Regions from separate parts of the Gossypium hirsutum genome. Here region 2 is linked to region 1. The links are chromatin contacts, called in public Hi-C maps. All regions are on one chromosome and are shown on one strand. The core of a region is the stretch at or near the end of the contact, and the rest is flanking DNA. Distances in the headings are between cores, read along the strand shown.

Evidence for each region. A called contact is a pair of places that touch in the nucleus more often than the background predicts.
Region 2: a contact with region 1 is called in a Hi-C map of leaf, with 2.1 times the contacts expected there. The contact joins the enhancer-like site here to the promoter of LOC107917515 in region 1. A contact is called at or near these places in 6 of 34 Hi-C or Micro-C datasets (callus, fibers, leaf and 1 more).

The regions. Positions count from the first base shown.
Region 1 is chrA01:33,633,239-33,640,118 of Gossypium_hirsutum_v2.1, reverse strand. LOC107917515 (transcription factor bHLH93) reads left to right here and starts at 3,544. Exons shown (of 4, transcript XM_016846855.2): 1 at 3,544-4,109; 2 at 4,185-4,343; 3 at 4,499-4,666; 4 at 4,742-5,058. The coding sequence starts at 3,627. The coding sequence ends at 4,828. LOC107917935 (glutamyl-tRNA reductase 1, chloroplastic) reads right to left here. Exons shown (of 3, transcript XM_016847357.2): 3 at 6,047-6,880. The coding sequence ends at 6,387.
Region 2 is chrA01:33,670,719-33,677,598 of Gossypium_hirsutum_v2.1, reverse strand. It overlaps LOC107917355 (a long non-coding RNA gene), which reads left to right. Exons shown (of 5, transcript XR_005920575.1): 1 at 1-8; 2 at 187-220; 3 at 304-514; 4 at 591-748; 5 at 830-1,292. Among protein-coding and RNA genes, the nearest start is that of LOC107917355, 3.7 kb to the left of the region's middle. Within about 2 kb of position 4,523, at least 3 of the 9 cell types and tissues checked have an H3K27ac peak or open chromatin away from gene starts, as enhancers often do. A contact at or near this core is called in fibers and leaf, where this site is marked.

The sequences.
Region 1 (6,880 bases), core at 2,295-4,794:
TTGTCGACTTCCTTATAAATTTTAGTTTGTAGGAATTTAATTGATTTTTTTTAAAGAATTATTGTATAATTAATATATTAAATTTTAACCAAAGGAATTAAAAGATGTAAACTATATTTAAAAAATACTGAGAACAAAGACTAAATCAAATCCCTAAATAAAAATACTCCAAAATATCTTCCCTTCCTGCCCACGTTAATGACATCTTTAACAATTATCGCCCACACCCAAACTCATTATATTTTAATTTAATTTTTATATTATTTTAATAAATAAATAAATAACCTCTAGCTATATGTTGGGCTTCGCCGTCATAATTCAAACCTAAAAATAATTAGAAATTTCCATATCGCATTTGTTTATGCCACTCTCATAATATATACTATTATTATTAAGTTAATCCAGTTAAGTAAAATATGGAGTTGTCCTTTTATTTTTACAATAAGGAGGATATTTTAGTGATTTGATCTCACTTCAATTGTATTACTAAAACATTTAATTTAACACCTAATTAAAACTTTTTTTAAGGGTTAAATTCTGCTAGTAGACCCTATACTTTGTGTTAGTTGTGGATTTAGTACATTCACTTTAATTTGGTCATTTTCAATCTTTATACTTTTAGAATTTGAAACTTTTAGTCCTAGTCAAATGATAATTGTTCAGTTCATTAAGTTAAGTTCTATTATTTTTAAATTTTGATGCATCAAACATATTATTACTTATATAATGCTATGTCAGCTTGTTATTTTCACATATTACTCACAAAAAAAAATCAGTTAATAGGTTTAACAATTACTGTTTGCATTAAGACTAAAATTTTGAAATTAAAAAACCATAATGACTAAGAATAATCTAGTTGGAGAACATGGATTATTTCTCTAACTTCACACATAATATAAGACTAATAGCATAATTTAACCAAACAAATGTAATTACAACCATTTGGTCAATACTAAAATTTTCAAAAATTGAAAAAGTATAGAAATCCACAACTTACACAAAGTACAGGATCTAATAACAAATTTTGACTTTTTTTAAAACTTGTATATATTTCAATTTTATTATACACATTTTATTATTTTCATCGATTGTGTATATCTATGCTATTAATTAACCTCTTGACTAAGTAGGTGTTATGAGCCAACCGAACACCAACTTAGTTAGGGAAAGTACAAAAATATCTTTTTGTATTTAAAATGAGTTACATTGTTCGAGCATATTTTAGTCTTTTTGCTTTAAAAAAACCAATAAAAAATACGCACATGAGATTTTGAATCTACGTCAAATGCCTTAGTAAAATCTTTAATTTACCACTCAACTAAAGTTTTGTATCTTTTATACATTTTTATTTTAATATACACAGTTTATTACATTCATCAGTTGTATATCTATATTTTTATTCTATTTAAGTCCCTGATTGAGTTGGTTTCACGAGCCAATCAAACACCAACTCAGTTAAGTAAATTACAAAGATGATCTTTTGTAATTATAATAAGTTATATTAAGGGTATTTTAGTCTTTTAATGTTAACAAAAACCAATAAAGATATACATATGATAAAATTTAAACCCTTGTCAATTTAATTAGTAAAACCTCAAACTTACCATTCAACTAAAGTTTCATTTTGATATTTTTTATATATTTTTATTTTAATACTAGAAATCTTATCATACATGTATGTGTGTGGAAACCACTATGGCTTGACACTAACTAACAATAATTACACATGAAAAATACATAAAAAAAATCAAAATAAAACTTTAGTTGAGTGGTAAATTTAAGGTTTTATTAATCCAATTACGAAAAAACCCTTTCATAATTAAAATAAGTTATATTATTTGAGGGTACTTTAGTCTTTTTATTTGATAAAAACCAATAAAAATATGCATATAATAAGATTTAAACCTATGTCAATTGAATTAGTAAAACCTCAAAATGATCACTCAACCAAAGTTTCATTTTAAATATTTTTTTATTTTTAATATGCACAATTTATTACCTCCATCGGTTGTATATGTTAATAATGTTGTAGATTGAGTTGGTGCCATGTATATTTCATATGTTATTATTAATTAATTTTAAATCATACATTTCATTAAAAACAAATTTGTGGTTTCCACATCCACAAATGTGTGACAGAGTTTGTTATTAATAAAAATGTTAACTGAGTTGGTGTTATAAGTTAACTCAAGATTGATAACAACACCATGATGAATAATTGCACTCAATTAGTATTCTTAATATGATATGTTTATGAGTTTAAATTTCGTTCTAATAACACAATTTAATCTTCTTCTTTTTTTTATGTTTTTAATATTGTACATATTTTATGTGTTATTTTTAATTAATTTCAAATAGGTATATTTTATGATTTAAAACACATTTCAATATTGTGATTTCTAGCACATAAATACAAAATTTGAAAATATCCAAATTCTTAAATCACCTTCTTAAAGATGAAGAATGTGACATATAAACAAACCCATGTAAAAATTATCCCATATTTGCTAGTCAATCTCGAAATAATGCAAGAATAGAAGTCAAAAATGGCAAACGTCATTGGTAATGTCATATCTCATTAGGGTAATTTTTAATTGCGATATAAACTCCTTCAATTACTGACTAAATTTTCATCAAACATTTCCATGAACCAGAAAGGAGATTTTTCTTTGGCTTATCAAATCTTACTTGTTTTTAGAAAATGTGAAATTATTAGTTAAAGCAATATTGTCTCAAATTGTTGTAATCCTCATTAAATCCACATAAGCCAAATAACATTATTTTGATAAAACCCACGTTATCATTACTTCATAAATTTACTATCTCATTTTTGTATATAAATTTTTAATATTCTGTTTATATCTATTTATCAATTTCACTTTTGGGCCATAAAAGGGAGTCTTCCAGATTTTTTGGTGTTTGAAATTAAGATTTTTTTTTTAATAATTGTTAATATTTTCTATCATCTATAATTTTCTTTATAATTTGCACAACGTTTATTTTATATGTTCATTTTATTAAATTTTTATAAATTATTAATATTTTTTTGAATTTTTTTCTTTATTTTAGTTTTATAATATTTTATTTAGTAATTATTAATATTTTTTATAATTTTAAAAAAAAATTTATAATTCTACACTTATTATTTAGATTCAAATAAATTTGGATAACCATTTTTCTAGATTCATTTTGAATGTATATATTTTTATTTTATTTTTTAAAATTTTGACTAACCACGTTAGTATTCTTTCACGTGACGTCTTCTAGTGCTTACCGTTAACCTCATTAATGATCAAACCTGTCAACTGCTAAGGAAAATCCTAATTTAGTTTTGTTATTTTTTAAGGCAGAAATCTTTATATAAATCATTTTTCATGACGTAAATCGTAATTGAAATCATATCTTAATATTTTGGATGAGATAGATTTATGGCGGTAAGAAAAAGACAAGATCACCCTTCAAATGAGAAAAGCAGATTCCAGGCCTGTGAGGGCTAATTACATGTAACATGGTTTCATAATATATGAATATATAGTATTTTATTTTCCCACTTTAATAACAATGGTGAGACTTTCATTCTCTCAAGGCATCGCCTAATAATAGCATTCCCTACACGAAGCAAAGAGATGGAGATCAATGAAGAAGGTTTGTTCGAAGAATTATTAGGTGTGAGAGGAGAGAATTGGGACACAAATCCAACAGATATGAGTGGGATTTTCTCTAATGGCACCTGGAACTTTGATGATCACAAACCTTCATCTACCTTTCTTCCATTGCCATTTCACCAAGATTATACTTACAACTTCAATCCAATCTACTGTCCCTTTGTTGATGAATTCTCTTCACAAAGCAACACATTTGATACACCATCATTCCCACTCCAACAACAACATGATGACCAAGAATCCAGATTCCTTGTACATCAACTTCACAAGTTGGATGTTAAAGCTACTTGCAAAACCGAGCCTGTTCAATCACCTCACCCCGACAATCCAGCTAAAAAGTTGGAAAGGCAGCCTTCAAAGAATCTGATGGCTGAAAGAAGGAGACGAAAAAGGCTAAACGATCGTCTTTTGATGTTAAGATCCATTGTGCCTAAGATAAGCAAGGTAATTTACTGCAAAAATTCAGATTTCAAGCCTCTTATTACTGGTTTTATTTCCCATTTTTTGTCTCTTCAACAGATGGACCGTACATCCATACTTGGGGATACCATAGATTATACCAAAGAGCTCTTGGAGAGGATCAAAAGTTTGCAGCAAGAAGTTGAAGCAGGTTCAAACATGGATCACATTTTCAAGGGTGAAAAACCAAATGAAATGATAGTGAGAAATACACCCAAGGTAATATTTTTAAAATTCTTATCAAACCTATGATTAAGATTGTTTTTGAAAAGTGCTATGAAGAAAAGCTTTTGAAAAATTTGATATTGTTTATCATTGTTATCAAAAAGTGTATTTGGTTTGAAATGTGATTTTCGAAACGTGTTTCGTTGCAGTTTGAGGTTGAAAGAAGAAATGGGGATACAAGGATAGAGATTTGTTGCAGAGGGGATCCAGGATTGTTGTTATCAACCGTATCAACAATGGAAGCATCGGGGCTTGAGATTCAACAATGTGTCATTAGTTGTTTCAATGATTTTGCAATGCATGCTTCTTGCTCTGAGGTAACAAAATTGTTTGGGTTTTTGGTTTTAATTTCGTTTTTAATCATTACAAATATATTTTGATATTTATTTCAGGATCTGGAACAGACAACATTAATGAAGTGTGAAGATATAAAGAAGGCATTATTTAGAAATGCTGGCTATGGTGGAAGATGTGTTTAGGAACAATACTAAACAACTTTCTGCTGAATTTCTCATTTTCTTCCATAAAATCATTCAGTGAAGTTGCCTTCAGAAAATCCATTTAAGGGCCTTGAAAGACATTACCATTTGTAATCATTTCAGCAAGAAATAGCATGTTTGCTCTTTTTTTTTCTTTTTTTGAGGTATTCGTGTTAAATATCTTTTTAGATACACATAATTATATGAAAAACATCTGAATTTAATATTCATATTTTAATTATTTTTTTCTATTATTTTTTGCTCCCTCTATTAAAACAAATGAGTAAATTAATCCATATATATTAAATTAAAAAGCAATAAAAATTGATCCTACATATTAAAATGGGTTACATAAGGTACTACCTCCACATATAACTGTTTAGTTATTCTCTTAGCCGCGTCAATTGTAAAAAGAGATAGAATTTTTAAGAGAAAGGATCTCATTTTTTTTTAAATAAAGAAAATAAATGTATTTTAACTATTAATAAAATGTTTATTTTTATTTTTATTTTATCCATTCTCTATTATTCGGGTTACCTTTTTGGCTTTTTATCTCACTGGTTCCATTTGCAAGCTATGGACAAATGAAGGAATCTTAGGGGTTTGTTTTTTTCCCAATCAAAAGATCTAAAGCATGGAACAAAAGGTAACCACACCATTGTTGACAAAGCAGGAACAAAAATATAGAAAGTTGGTATTACTCTTCAAACATATTGAAAAACAAAATTGAACATGTATCCCTATTTTTTGTTCACAAATTGGAGAGAAAAGATCCAAAAATGGAGAAGATTGAGGTGAATGTGAGCAGATTTTTTGGGATCCTGCAACCAATTCTGTCTGAAGCCAACAAAAATGCTATGAAAACTATATAAAAGAGATGTAATTATTAAAGGGTTAAAATTTACTGTTGTTTTTACCACCAAATGGTTGAATAAATCAGGTTGTCTTCTCTGACTACTGGTGAAAACCCTTTTGATATGACACCAAATGATGACTAATCTAATGGAAAAGCAAGAGGAAGGAAGGTGCTGAGATATTTCCCAGGCACTCCAATTCCAGTTTATCAAAGCTTAAAATTATTTGTATCCAACATGACAAAGAAGCTCATGAAGTAAATAAACAAGGTCAAAAATAGGCATGGATTCCATAAAGAACTTCGTATTTGAATGAATAACTGAATTTACTTTCACAAACAAATTTTAAAAAAAACGCAATAAATACATTTGTAGAAAATTCCAGCACTATAAAATAAGTAGTAAATTAATTACAATGATTAATATTGTTCCCCTTGATATCAATAAAATTCTACTGATGAACCCATACAGGGTTCAAGCTTACCTCATGCTGCAATCTATATAGCCGAAAGACCTCTAAAAAACCATTGTAGAAATGGTGAAGCCAAATCAGAGTCAAGCAATGGTGTTTTACACCAATAAATGAATTGAAAGATGCCCCCACAAGGACCTCAAATTGATTAGCTACTACGTTACAACTGACCACTTATTCGATTGCAAGGAAGTGTAGTTGATTGTAGGGTGAGAGATTCTGCATTCAATTCCTACTTTTGGCTTTGTTCTACCTTGGCTCTAATTTTTTGTTCAACAAGTGACAAATCTGACTCCAGCCCAAACATTCTGTTAAGCGCATTCATGTTCTCAAGGGCCTCGTTAAGGGTTCGACTATCATTACCATCACATCTCAGGTGCTGCATTGGACCGTGGAGAAGTTTATTGACGATACCACGGCTGAGATCGTCGACTGCCTTCCTTGTTTTCTTTGGGATATCTTCACCCATCTTTGATAAGCATTTCTCTAACTCTGCAAGTCTAATTCTATCGGCATATGCTCTCAACTTCTTTATTGTAGGAACAGTTTCCAGTGAATCCCTCCATGCTTCAAACTGTTTCAATTCCTCAGTAATAATGGCCTGAGCTTCCATTGCTTTTCGAAGCCGGTCCTCTTTATTAGCAGCTACAACCTCTTTCAGGTCATCAACATTGTATACTTGTGCACCTTCAACATCTGTGACACAGGATCCCACGTTTCGTGGAA
Region 2 (6,880 bases), core at 3,274-5,773, 37 kb before region 1:
AATTAATGGTATTTATTTCTTTTTTGGGACTTCTTTATATGCAAGAAAAAGCACCCACCAATTACTTTAACTTTTTTGTGCAAAATTTTCTGCTTAAGCATTGTTGGGTATGTAATTAAATCTAAACAGAGTTCAATAATTCCTTTATTGGTGAAAAATTGGTAATAAAACTGGGCTTTTTTACAGGATCACTTTGATGCAAAACTGTGTAATCATTGATGTAAGATACAGCTCTCCAACCCTTGCTTCTGCTCTTGCCAACTTATTCCCAACTTTCACTTTCTTGCTTACTGTTATCTTCAGGTTCGTCTGCTGCTATGCCATTTGTTTTTGTAGTATAAGGCATAATCAGCTGTCTTTGATCTTTGCTGCTATGCCAATACTTTCTCCACGAATTCAACCGCATTTACACCCATCTCCTTCTACCATGTTAACAACATTTAACAATTGGCTCATAAGTGGCCTATATATCGCTACTGCCTGTTTGTCAATTTCAGCAAAAATCGTTAGTCAGGTAATTTAATATGCTATTTCATAATCCACAATGCTTTGGCTACTTCAAATTGATACTTTCCCTACTAAATTTGAAGGTTGCAGTTCTGAAAGGGTATCCATCAGAGATAACCCTGGTTTTATTCTATTGCCTCTTTGGGTCTATTCAATCTGTATTGGTTACTTTGATTTTAAAAGAGACCCAAACGCTTGGATGTTGAGTCTTGATATCGAGCTCATTTCTGTGGTCTACTCAGTAAGCAAACTGCAACTCCCCATGTTAACTTTGTCATTTTGGCAAATCGAAGCTTTGTAATTGAGACCAATTTTGTTTTAGGCTTTGGAAATGTGGTAACATTCAGCGTGCAAGCATGGTGCATATGGCGTAAAGGTCCGGTCTTTGTGGCCACACTTTTACTGCCTTCTTGGGGTTAATTTTCCTTGGGGATGATGGTGAAGAAGGAATAGGGGGGAAGAGAAGGAGAGGGCAATGGTTGGGAGGTCTACAAAAAAGTAAAGCGGTTTGTGATAAGGGAAGGATGGTGGGGAAAAGTGAGGGGGATGGGGATGGGAGAGGGATGGAAAATGGCATTTCTGTTAAGTGAATAACGGAAAAGGATAGCTCTGTTACAGACGTAACGGAAAACGGTTAGTGGTGACTGTTTTATTATTTTTTGAAAGTTGAGTGGCTGAATTGAAACCTGAATAACTATTTTGTCAGCTACACTATTGAGTGACTGTTGGTGTAATTTACCCTTAAATAAATTTAATAAAATACAAATATTTTATTTTAAATATTATTAAATACAAATATTTTAAATTTGTTTCAAAATAAAATATTTTATTAAATATTTAAATAAAATATCTTTAATAAATATTAAATTTATAATACAAATATTATTAAATTTAACATGTGTTTATAAATTTATTATTTAAATAGTTTTTTGTTTTTATTTTAATTTTTTAAATTTGTATTTTTTTGTCAAACTATCTTAAAATAGATGAAAAAGTTAATTTTTTAACTTTATTAATATGTCATACTCATGGATTGTCAAGTGGATGACACGGCATCATTTAATTAATTTTTAAATTTTAGAAAATTCAAATATATATAAATTATTTTTAAAATTAAAAAAATTAAAATTATTAAAAATATAAAAAAACCTTTTTTAATATTTTAAAGTTTTGAAAATTTAATTAAATATTGGTATGTCATTCTCGTGGCAATCCACATGTATGTCATGTCAGCAACGTTAACAAGCGTTAACTTTTCCATCTATTTTTGGATAATTTGACAAAAAATACAAGTTTAAGGGCTAAAAGTGATGGAAAATTAAATTTGAAAGCTAAATAACTTTTTTTTGGTAAAGTTGGAGGGCCAAAAAAATTAAAATGCCTTTTTTAAATTATCTTTACATCGAATGAAAGAACATTAAAATAAAAAAAACTTATTTAATATGGGTTTGTATTTGATACACTAGTATATTTTTTTATTCCGTAAGTAGACTTGAAAATTTGACACATATCTCTTTTTTAAAATATTTATTTTTTAATATTTTACTATAACACTTTTCAACCTCTTGAACCTGTTAGTGGAGTCTAAAAACTCCACTAGCAGTGTATCAAATAATTTCGCATTTAATATATGTAATTAATTAAAAGAAATTTTAGAATCAAAGTCAAGAGATAGATAAATGTTGAATAGGGATATAGTAAAATATTAAAATAAAATACATATATATAAATTAACTCAAAGTTGAGGATCAGGTTAATTTTACTTCAAATTGGCTGGGTTTGGCACGAACTGAAATTTTAAGAATAATATATATTTCGGCCGGGCTAATATGAATTTGTATAACAAATTCTGAAAATCCTTCTTTAATCACCGCCTTAACTTTTACCTTAACGAGGTGTCATTTGATTTTATTTTTTTTAAAGGAATACTAACTTGAATTCATGTTTGACTTTGGCTAAATAAAACAAAAATGGTGATTATTTTAGCGATGCTGGTTGAAGTTATTTTTATAAATTTCGAGGAAGTTGAACTGCAAGACCCAATCAAAAAAGTTAAAAAAAAATTGGGTTACTTAATACTTATCTCATATCATTTCATCTTGCACCACCGAATAGGGTGAATGAAGAAGTGAAATCTCGTTAGCATTTGTCGTTCATGGCACATATCAAATCTTATCTTGTCAGTTCCTCTTCATCCAATTGCAAATTTTCAAACTCAGCTTTGGTGGTCCCATGAATTAAACCAACCGTTGATTTTCTATCGCCTTCAATTACCAGTCGGACACACCCCTTCCTCCCAAGACGTTTTGAACCCATCAAGAATCACTTGAAGTTCTGTTTCTAAAACTGGACTGACACCTAAATTACGACTATACCCAAATATCCGCTCTCTTTCCCAACCTCTCACTAAGACACCCATAGTAGCATTACCCGATCTCACCCTAAACTTGATGATGCAATGTAAAATGAAAAACAGTATATTAGGCCGCCTAAACTGAACCCTTTGACAGCTCATATTTATGGTAAATAAATATACCTAAACCAAAAATGTTGAAATATTAATGAAGATGAAATAAATAAAAATAGAATTAATGCATTAGTTATCTTTTTATAAATTTTGATTTCCGCAATTTTAAAAGGGAAAAGAAGAGTTGGGTCTCAGCATGTTCTCGAGATTGGTGGGGTCAAGTTAATCCATTGGCGAAGCAATGTCATGATGCCTAACCTTTCTTTTTCCTTCAAATATTATTTTACAAATAAGATATTTATTAACATGCATTTTTATTATTAATTACTATATTATTTTATTATAATAAAATATAGATTATTTTGATGAAAAATATTAAAATCCAAGCAAATATCAAATAAAAATAACCCAAAAATGAAAGGGTGCCTGCAAGCAATTTTGATACATAGCTGACAAAGGGTGGTTTCCTTGAGCTCCAAGAATAAACCCTAAAATCTGATACCGTGGGTTGTCTGGTGGCAACATTTGAAAGAGACCCCAAAACTGCTCTTGCTTACTTTGGCATTTCTACTATTGCCTTGTATATAAAAAGCTTAGGAAAAGTTTATAAGTTATAAAAAAATTTATTTTAAGAATTTTAATAAATTCATATAAATATTGATAAATCTTTATAAATTTAAATTCTGATAAATCATTTAAAATTTTGGAAAAATATTTTTTTAGAGTCTTAAATTTTTTGATGAATCCTTATAAATAACAGTAAATTATTACAAATTTTGATAAATTGTTAAAAATATTGATAAAGTACTAGAAATAGTGATAAATTGTTAGATATTTTGATAATTGTTAAGACATGGTATAGACTTAGAAATTTTGATAAATAATTAAAATTATTAGTAAAGTCTTAGAAACTTTGGTTAATTGTTAGATATTTTGGTAAAATTATAAAAGTTTTGGTAATTCTTAAGAGTTTGTATAGGCTTAGAAATTTTGGCAAAATTATTGGTATAGCCTTAAATATTTGCAATCATTAGAAATTACAGTAAATTGTTAGATATTTAGGTAAAGCTATAAAAATTGTTGTAATTTATAAGACTTCTTGTATAGGCTTAGAAATTTTAGAAATATTGGTAAATTGTTAGAAATTCTGTTAAAATATAAGATATTTTGGTTAATCCTAAGAAAGTATGGTAAAGTTTTAAATATTTTGATAATATCTTAGAACTTGTAGTAGGTCGTTAGATATTTTGGTATAGTCATAAAAATTCTGTTAATTTGTTAAGACTTGGTATGTGCTTAGAAATTTTGAAAATATTAGTAAACTCTTAGATATTTTGAAAATATTAGTAAACTCCTAGATATTTTGGTAAAGTGTTAGAAATTTGTTTAAACAATTACAAATATTGGTGAAGTCTTAGAAATTTTGAAGACTTGGCATAGACAGAGAAATTTTAGAAATTTCGGTATAGGCTTAGAAATTTCGATATATGCCTAGAAATATTGGTAAATTGTTAGAAATTCTTGTAAATCATTAGATATTTTGGTAAATCCTAAGAAAATTTGGTAAAGCTTAGATATTTGAGTAAAGTCTAAGAAATTTTGGTAAATCGTTAAATATTTTGATAAAGTTATAAAAATTTTGGTAATTGGTAAGACTTAGCATAGGTTGAGGAATTTTGTAAACATAGGTAAAATCTTAAAGGTTTTGGTAAACAATAGAAATATTTGTAAAGTAAGGTAAAGTGTCAGAATTTTTGGTAAATAATTAAATATTTTGGTAAAGTCTTAAAAGTAATGGTAAATCGTTAGAAATTCAGGTAAAGTTTTATATAATTTGGTAAATCCTTAGAAATATTGGTAAAATCTTAGATAATTTGGTAATCCTTTAGATTTTTGGTAAAGTAATAGAAATTGTGGTAATCTATAAGACTTTTGGTATAAGCTTATAAATATTGATAAATTCATTAGAAATTCTGGTAAATCGTTAGATATCTTGGTAAAGTTTTAGATATTTTGGTAAATCATTGGATTATTTGGTAAAGTCATAGAAATTTTGGCAATTGTTAAGACTTGGTATAGGCTAAGGAATTTTGGAAATATTGCTAAATTCTGGTAAATGCTTAAAAATTTTGGTCACGGTTAAAACTTGGTATAGTTTGAGAAATTTTGGAAATATTGATAAAATCTTAGAAAACTTTGTAAATGCTTACAAATTTTGGTAAATTCTTTAAAATATTTTTAGATCGTTAGATATTTTGGTAACTTCTAAACCTTGGTATAGGCTTGGTAAAGTATCTAAGATATTGATATTATATTAGAAATTTGGTAAAGATATAAAAACTTTAGTAATTGTTAAAATTTTGTATAGGTTTTCAATACTTGATTTCATTATTCCTTTCCCTTAATAACTTTCTAGCCATATCGATGACTTTATTAATAGTTGTATGAAGAAAACACAAGTCTTCGTTCTTTTGAATTAGAATTCCATCTGTTACACTTTACTGACTTTACATAACAAAAATTATATTAATATGTATTATGTAATCCATATTTAGAAAGAAAGAAAAATTAGAATAAGAACTAAGATCAAAAGTACTAAGAATTAACATCCATAATTAAAGTACTAAAATTAACATCCATAATTTACAAAAGGAAACATGCCAAAAAGTGCACCATCCATAGAAACCCATCATCAGCCTTTACATTTGTAAACAACAATTCAAGTACTACCAAACCCAACATCTTCATCCTCCTCCTCATGTGCATCTGGTGGTGGATACTCCCTATTCAGTCTAGAAGGAGAAGGCAATAGAATTGGGTAACTAGTGGGATCCTTTCCCGAATCTTTCACCATTTGACAAAGAAAATTGTAAATTTTATTCTCATTTCTTATGCAATGAGCATTCCAAATTTCTATTTTGTTTGTTAGTTTTGCAATGCATCCATGTTAGACGAAAAATTCATCTGTCTTAAGGTAGTCGTTGAATAAGGGGTAGGTCGTTGAAATAAATAAGGTTTTGATGCGTTAATAGAGAAAACCTTATGACACTGATCTTCATGATTTTTTCAACCGTTGATTTTTTTTATATATAATAAGCCTTTTTTATTAATATTGTCATGATAACCTGAGATGATATTACAAATAACATGTGTTGAAAAATAATGTACTACAAAACAAATCTATTAGCATTGATTGGAAAATAAATAACGAATTATGAAACCATAAATTTACAGCGTCATGGTAAATCCACTGTCTTAGAAATGAATTCGCCCTAATCGGTGTTGTAACAGCCCGATTTAGGGCCAAGTAGGAATAGTGGTCTCAGGACCACAAATTCGGAGTCGAATAAATTATTTTATTATTATTTTGGAGTCATTGCATGTTTATATTAGAGTATAAAAAAATTGGTGAGTTAATTTTGACGTTCGTGAGCTCAATTGAGAAAAATGACTAAATCGCATAAAATGCAAAAGTCCTAAATTGATAGCTAAAAGTGCCAAATAGCTAGAGAACCTAAATTGGGGGTCTTTAAAGGGAAATTAGACCCTTTAGGGAGGCATGGCCGGCCGTAGGAGACAAAGGTGGTTAAATTTTCAAATTTTGGTAGGTTAGGTGGCTTATTTTGACTAAAATATGAGTAATTAAAGGAAAGATGATATCATCCCTTTTTCATCTTCTTTCTTCACCGAAAATTATCCATTGAATGGGGTTTTAAGAGCTTAAATTTCAGCAACTTTAAGCCTTCACAAGTAAGTGATTTTTTATGGCTTTTCTTGAATATCTTTGTACTTTTTAGACCCCCAAAGCATGAGCTTTCAAATAAGGTACTATTTTGCAAAATGATCCAGAGTATAGGGTTTTGCCATGAAAGGGTTTGTAATGTTTGCTGAGTTTTTATGGAAGAA